2 separate regions of the Sus scrofa genome follow, and region 1 is linked to region 2. A link is a contact called in public HiChIP or PLAC-seq data. All regions are on one chromosome and are shown on one strand. The core of a region is the stretch at or near the end of the contact, and the rest is flanking DNA. Distances in the headings are between cores, read along the strand shown.

Region 1 (3,310 bases), core at 483-2,982, 200 kb before region 2:
AAAGGCCTTGTATAGGGGAGTTCCTGTCGTGGCTCAGTGGTTAATGAATCCGACTAGGAACCATGAGGTTGCGGGTTCCATCCCTGGCCTTGCTCAGTGGGTTAAGGATCCTCCATTGCCGTGAGCTGTGGTGTAGGTTACAGACGCGGCTCGGATCCCATGTTGCTGTGGCTCCAGTGTAGACCGGCGGCAACAGCTCTGATTAGACCCCTAGCCTGGGAAACTCTATTTGCTGCGGGTGCTGGCCCTAAAGAGACAAAAACGGACAAAAAAAAAAAAAAAAAGACAGGCCTTGTATGGACCAATTATGATGGTCGTTCACCATGAACTGAGTATGAATCATGGAATTCTCTGGATCCTAAGCCCTAATAATAGCAATGCTATTATATTGACGTTGGTGTTAGTAGTTACCTACCTACCTCATGGTAAGTAGCCTGTCTGGCCATGGAAGCCCACATGAAGTTCACAACTAAATTTTAGCCCTTCTATGCAGTTCTCTTGCTTCTTCTCAGGGCTGCTGCTTCTTCTCCTTCTTCCTCTTTGTCTTCTTCCTCTTCTTCTCCTTCTTCTTCTTTTTTGTCTTTTAAGGGCCGCACCCTCAGCATATGGAAGTTCCTAGGCCAGGGGCTGAATCGGTGCTGCAGCTGCTGGCCACAGCCACAGCCACAGCCACGTGGGATCCAAGTTGCGTCTTCGACTCACACCACAGCTCACGGCAATGCCGGCTCCTTCACCCACTCAGCAAGGCCAGGGATCGAACCCGAGTCCTCATGGGTACTAGTCGGGTACGTTGCTGCTGAGCCATGATGGGAAGTCCTCAGGGCTTCTTTCTTTTAGCCTCTGAGGCTGTGCTTACCCCGAATTCTCTCCCACTCCAACCCTGTCTTCGGGTTTCTTTGACTATCCCGGATGTGATGGCTGTCTGTGGAATCTTGAGTACTGCTCTGTGGTCCTTGAGCTGGGAGCCGGGCTATAAGAGAGCTGTGAGGGGCAAGTCCTAGGTCCTCCTCTCAAACTGGGAGCTCCCTGAGGGTCTTCTTACATCTCACCCCCACCTCAACACCTGTTCCAGTGCACACAGGGTAAAGACAAATAAACTGAGTCCGAAAGTGTTCAGTGGGGAAAGGAACAGCATTTATTGAGCATCTATCATGTGCCGGACCCAGCAGGTCTTGCCCTTCAGGGATCCCTATGACCAGCCCCTGTGAGGTGGGTGGGACCAACTCAAGGGTCAGCAGAGGAAATGGGAGGCACCAGGAGGCCAGGACCCCTACCACAGAGGAGGCCTAGGTCTGTCCAGCTCCAAATGCAAGATCTGAACAAGCAGCTTGTTCAGAGCCTTGGGACCAGGACCGGGACACAGATCATCCTCCCGGGGATCCACTCTCAGTAGAAAGAAACTACTTTTCTACCCTGACCATCTAATCTCTGCCATCTGGGAAGATGAGACCCGGATTCAGAGCTTTAAAAATACCCTCTACACTATCTAGTAGAGTCAGTTTGAGGTAACATCTGAGGGGAATCAGGAGACTCCTTCAAGTTCCTTCTCCTTTTGAAGCGGTTTCCTAAACTGTGTAGTAGGAGGAGTAGAGGCCATCAGGCGCTGGGAATTCTTTTCTCAATCGGCCAGCAGGTGGCGCCAACTCTTCATCTATCCCTCGGCCTCCAGAAAGCCACGGAGTCTGGAAGAGGAGCGAGTGCCCGATCCCTCCGGGCTAGTGAGACGAAGCAGTTCGCAGCCCACCCGTGGGCAGAGGGGCTGCTCGGTCCCTGTTAGGGTTCCGCCCTCTGCAGGACATTCTCGGTACTGCAGGGCCCGGAGCCCCAAGGGTAGGGACAGAGACCACCGGAGGGTGGAGCCTTGGGGTTTGAGCAGGGGACCCTGGGGATGGAGTCCCACAGGCCAGAGTGAGCGAGTCGCAGAGGCAGGGTTGCGGGACCACCCTTTCCCCGCCCTTTTCAGGGGCGGCGGCGCAGGCTACAGGTAGTTGTCCTCGGCTGCATCGCCCCCGCCCGGGGACCCCCGGGACTCCTCGTCCGTGCTGTCGTCGTCGTCCGGGGCCAGCGCCTCGATGTCGTGCGTGATGTCGGCCAGCAGCCGGTGGAAGGCCTGCGCCTCGGGCCGCTGGGCCGCGCCATCGTAGCTGCGCACGGCGGACGCCGACGTGGAGCTCATGCTGCGCTTGATGCGGCCGAAGCTGTCGGTGAGGATGCCACCCTCGCGGATGCCCACACCCTCCAGGAAGCCCTCGAAGTAGCCGATGTCCTGGTCCGGGATGAAGGGCCGCATCCCTGTGGGCCGGGGAGCAGGGTGAGTCCTCGGGGGTCAACCCTTCCTTTCTCACGGAGGAACCACCTTCCCTGGAGAGTGGAGTTCAGATCTCCACCTGCCACTTGTGGGCTGGGTGGTCTTGCACGAGTCTCTGAGCCAGAGAATAATGGCATAATGCTCTGCACACAGCAAATGCTCACTGTATGTTAGCTTATTATTGTTATTATTATTGCCTCAGTGGTTACGTTCCCATGTATTAGTTGTGTAACCCTCCTTGAGTAATTACACTGAGCCTTACTTGTCACACCTGTAGCACTGAGACAACCTTTTCTGTTCTCCCGGTAGGGCTGTGAGGATTAAATAAGGTACTTAGCATACACTGAGTGCTCCCTTTGACTTCTGTTTGACTTCTGTCGCTACTTACTAGCTTTGTGACTTATGTACTTTGCTTCTCTAAGCTTGTTTTTTCACCTGCAAAATGAAGGCAAATAATAGTTACAGCTTCCCAGAACCGAGGGCATTCAATGAGATGATCCTTGGCACAGGGTAACCGCCAAATATATGTTAACTTATTAATATCACCAGTCCTGTTGCTGTTATCATCAGCCCTCCTCACTAGCTCTGTGACCGTGGACAAGTTCTGTCCCCTCACGGAGCCTCAGAATTCTCACGGAGTAAAATGGGAAGGATCACTGCTTTGCTGTGAAGGTGAGACGGCTATACCTGTGCTTTCTTTCCCAGCTCAGTGACTGCAGTCACCTCCCCTCCCTGCACCTTGGTTTCCTCCCATGCCTCATTGATCTCATGATGTTGGCTGCAGGATAGGGAGCGAACCCTCCCAGCCTGGATGAGGGGCTCACCAAGCAGGAGGAACTTGCGCCGGTCCCCGTAGAGCTTCAGTAGGCCTGCGCAGTAGTCCTGGATGGGCAGCCCCAGCCGGTACTCCCGCAGCAGCAGTGCAAACTGCTGTATCTCAAGGGGCCCCAGCTTACTCCGCAGCTGTGGGGACACTGCTTGAGATTAGTCCCAAGAGCAACA
Region 2 (3,483 bases), core at 398-2,897:
CGATATGGAAACTGAGGTCCAGAAAAAGGGAGTGCCTTGTTAAAGGTCAGCCGGTGTGCCAGTGCCAGGAGGTGGATTATATTCCCTGCCTCTACTCTTCCCAAGACACACCGCAGCCCAGCTAGAGTTAAGAAAGACAAAGGGCGTTTCCTTTCAAATCTGATCTCCAGGCTCTGAGACAGCCACCCCCCGTGTACGTCTGTCTTAAGATGTAGAATTCCAAGACTTTAAAACGACATACCTAGAATTCTCTCCAGAAAGGCTTTGCTAAATGCCGGTGAACTCTTCTGCTGGGCACCAGTGCCAGTTACACTGACATCAGGTCGGCCAAAGAGAGCTTTCCAGTGTGCAAGTGTGTATGCCAGAATGTCGTCATTGACTATGCTTTTGGGAGGGACTTACATTTTAATAATTTAATTGAATTACAAAGATTGACTAAGTGGTTTGAAACAGCCATTTAAAGTTTAGAGACAGACATAATACATTAGGGGGACAAAGAAATCTGTCCTATAAATAGCCTAGAAAAATCTTTTGCGAAACAAACCTTTTCAATGGGGAGAAGCAAACTCAGAACACAGGAACAATATGCTGCTGTTAGAATTGGTATTTTCAGAGTATGCAACAATACGGGAAAAATATTTGCATTAATACTATGCAAAATGAAAAAAAGGAATACTTTGTATGTCAGAAAAACTCTACACTGTAGAAAAACACACTAAAGTTTTAGGGAGTATGTCAGCGTAAGGCCACTGACTTTTCATCGCTCCTCGCCACTAAGCGTAACAATGCTGCCCCAAACTGCTTTTCCTATTGTATTTTACAACTACTCATTGTTTAGTATTTGACCCACTGAAAACTACATCTCCCACCCTTGCTCCTGAAAGGAGTCCTGAGAATATCACTGGTACCAAAATAAGGTAGGCAACAATTTTTAGCCCATTCATACACCTGCCTGTGAGGTTCTGGGATACCAGTCTCAAACGACATGGGTTTAGGCAGATCAGACAGGCCAAGTTTTTATTTCCTTTCTGTGTCATAAAATTTTAAGAAAAGAAGAGAAGGCAATTGATGCTTTAGGGCTAGGCAGTCTGGTGAAATAATTCTTGACAAAACCTAGTATTTTCCTAAGCCCCTGCAACAATAGTTTCTCGGAGTAAAATGTCAGCATTTGTCAAGCCCTTTCAGGAAGCTGCTGATAACCTTCAGTGCTTAAGAGTCATGCTTTGACGTGAGCCCAGCCTCTTATTCTCTTGCAAGAAAGAGAAGTGCAAATACGATGAGGTATTTCTGGTTTTGACATCCGTAACCTTTGCTACAGAAAGTAGAGTGGGTATGCAGGAATACAAAAAACAAGGAAAAAGTGTTTGTCCCCAGGCTTCTTTTTTATAGCAACTACACTGGCTTTAGCTGGATAACAAATTGTCCTGGAATTCTTGGCATTGGAGCAAACATGTCAGCTCCGTGGTTACGCCTTCGTCACTGCTCAAAGTACTGCACACTTTAACCTTCCTGCTCTTTCCATAGGCCTGGGTTTGTCCCATACCCAGGAAACTTTATATGTTGTCTAAACTGAGCATCCCAGCAGGCTGCAAGGCAGATGGCAGCTCAGGATTCAGAATGTTGACCGACTCCTACCTGGATCCACACCACCAAGCTATAACTCAGCCTGGCTGTGCAGAAATAGGAGCCCGGCCACGTGGCTGACAGCTTTTTTAACTGCTACTCTCAGCAATGAGGAACTTCTCCAGCAGTCAAGATTCAGAAAGGAACTGAAAAGGAAGCATGTCAAGAGCTACCGAAGGGGATATACAGGTCCGACCGGATACTCAAGCCAATAAGCCCCCAAGGCTCAGCTAAGCCAGGGGGAGCTAAAAGACTGGGTATTGCCAAGCTGCCCTCAAGCCCTTGGGACCTCAGGTCATTAGCCCAGGACATCACACAGAGGAACTGGACATCACTACTGGACATCTGCCTTCAGGTCACTAGATTCTCATAAGAAGCTTCATACTTCAGCCAGGCAGAAAGCTAGTACACACCTGAGGTAGCACCTGAACCACATCATTCAATGCAGAACATATGAAAGAGCAAGGAACAGAGTATAAATTATGACATTATTTATGGAAAAACAAAAGGGAGCAGGTGAAGTCATCTCTGCAAGGGAACATACTTGGCAGCACTATCTGGGGTGGGAACTGAACTTGTAGCTTTTGAATTTTGAATGAAGTGCGACACTTACAGAACAAATTAACATTAAAGGAAATGCATAATACTACAATCTCATTGCTATAAAAAAAAGGAAAACGCTGGAGTTCCCATCGTGGCGCAGTGGTTAACAAATCCAACTGGGAACCACGAGGTTGCTGGTTCGATCCCTGGCCTTGCTCAGTGGGCCGAGGATCCGGCATTGCCGTGAACTGTGGTGTAGGTTGCAGAAACGGAGTTCCCTGGTAGCTTAGTGTTGTTGCTGCTGTGGCATAGGTTCAATCCCTGGCCTAGGAACTTCTGCATGCTGCAAGCATGTCCCCCGCCCCAAAGGAACTGCAATCTCACCTCCAAGAATCTCTAAACTCCTGAAGCGTTTTATCTGTCTGTCTCACATTACTCAATTACATCGTATCTCGTGTTACAATTGTGTAAGTCTAGACTTACCTCTATTCAATGCTGGAGCAACTGCCACTGCAGCCTGTCTACTACTCAAGCTCTACTTTCTAAGGACAAAATTCTATGGAAAAGAACTGGTAAGGAATAAAACAGCAGTCAAGATGGCAACAAAGCAATTACATAAGAACAAAATGATCAAAGTAAAAGTGAACGATGACCTTGTATTAATTAATCAGCACAAGACTATTAGTAATGGGAAACTATAACAAGTTAAAACACCAAGGCGTTCCCGTTGTGGCGCAGCAGAAACGAATCCGACTAGGAACCATGAGGTTGCAGGTTCGATCCCTGGCCTCGATCAGTGGGTTGAGGACCTGGTGTTGCTGTGAGCTGTGGTGTAGGTCGCAGACGCGGCTCGGATCTGGTGTTGCTGTGGCTCTGGCGTAGGCTGGCGGCTACAGCTCCAATTTGACCCCTAGCCTGGGAACCTCCATATGTCGTGGGTGTGGCTCTAAAAAGCAAAAAAACAAAAACAAAAACAACCCAACACTAAAAACACAGTCCTTCTCAGGTATTGCAGAAATTCCAACAATCTGCATGTCTGCAGGTGCTAGGAGCTCTGCAACTTGCCAAACAAAGTGTGGCAGCCCGATTTCTCAGAACTCAGTAAATTCCTATTGGAGGGCATGTTCTTTGTTTAGGAAAATTCTGGGGTAGCCTCTGACAATTGAAAGAGAAGCTCCCTCCTGGACAAGGCCTGAAGGGATAAAGAACTTGAATTTCTCTGCAAAAGAAAAGCAAAGATTGAGTTTCAGGAGAAATGGGAGGCTGTACTAGAAAAATGAAGGTCATGTGAAGTGGTGTAGAAAGAAAGAACTGACT

What was found. HiChIP or PLAC-seq counts read pairs in DNA pulled down with a chosen protein or histone mark.
Region 1: an H3K27ac HiChIP or PLAC-seq map of alveolar macrophages shows a contact between it and region 2. The contact joins two enhancer-like sites. A contact is called at or near these places in 2 of 47 Hi-C or Micro-C datasets (fetal liver and omental adipose tissue) and 1 of 2 datasets of contacts at active chromatin or transcription factors (alveolar macrophages).

Annotation. Positions count from the first base shown.
Region 1 is chr17:35,688,178-35,691,487 of Sscrofa11.1, reverse strand. It overlaps CCM2L (cerebral cavernous malformations 2 protein-like), which reads right to left. Exons shown (of 10, transcript XM_021077713.1): 9 at 3,133-3,282; 10 at 1,113-2,292. The coding sequence ends at 3,169. Among named protein-coding and RNA genes, the nearest start is that of HCK, 19 kb to the left of the region's middle. Within about 2 kb of position 1,732, at least 14 of the 83 cell types and tissues checked have an H3K27ac peak or open chromatin away from gene starts, as enhancers often do. A contact at or near this core is called in alveolar macrophages, where this site is marked.
Region 2 is chr17:35,486,310-35,489,792 of Sscrofa11.1, reverse strand. No RefSeq gene overlaps it. Among named protein-coding and RNA genes, the nearest start is that of MYLK2, 12 kb to the left of the region's middle. Within about 2 kb of position 1,647, at least 16 of the 83 cell types and tissues checked have an H3K27ac peak or open chromatin away from gene starts, as enhancers often do. A contact at or near this core is called in alveolar macrophages, where this site is marked.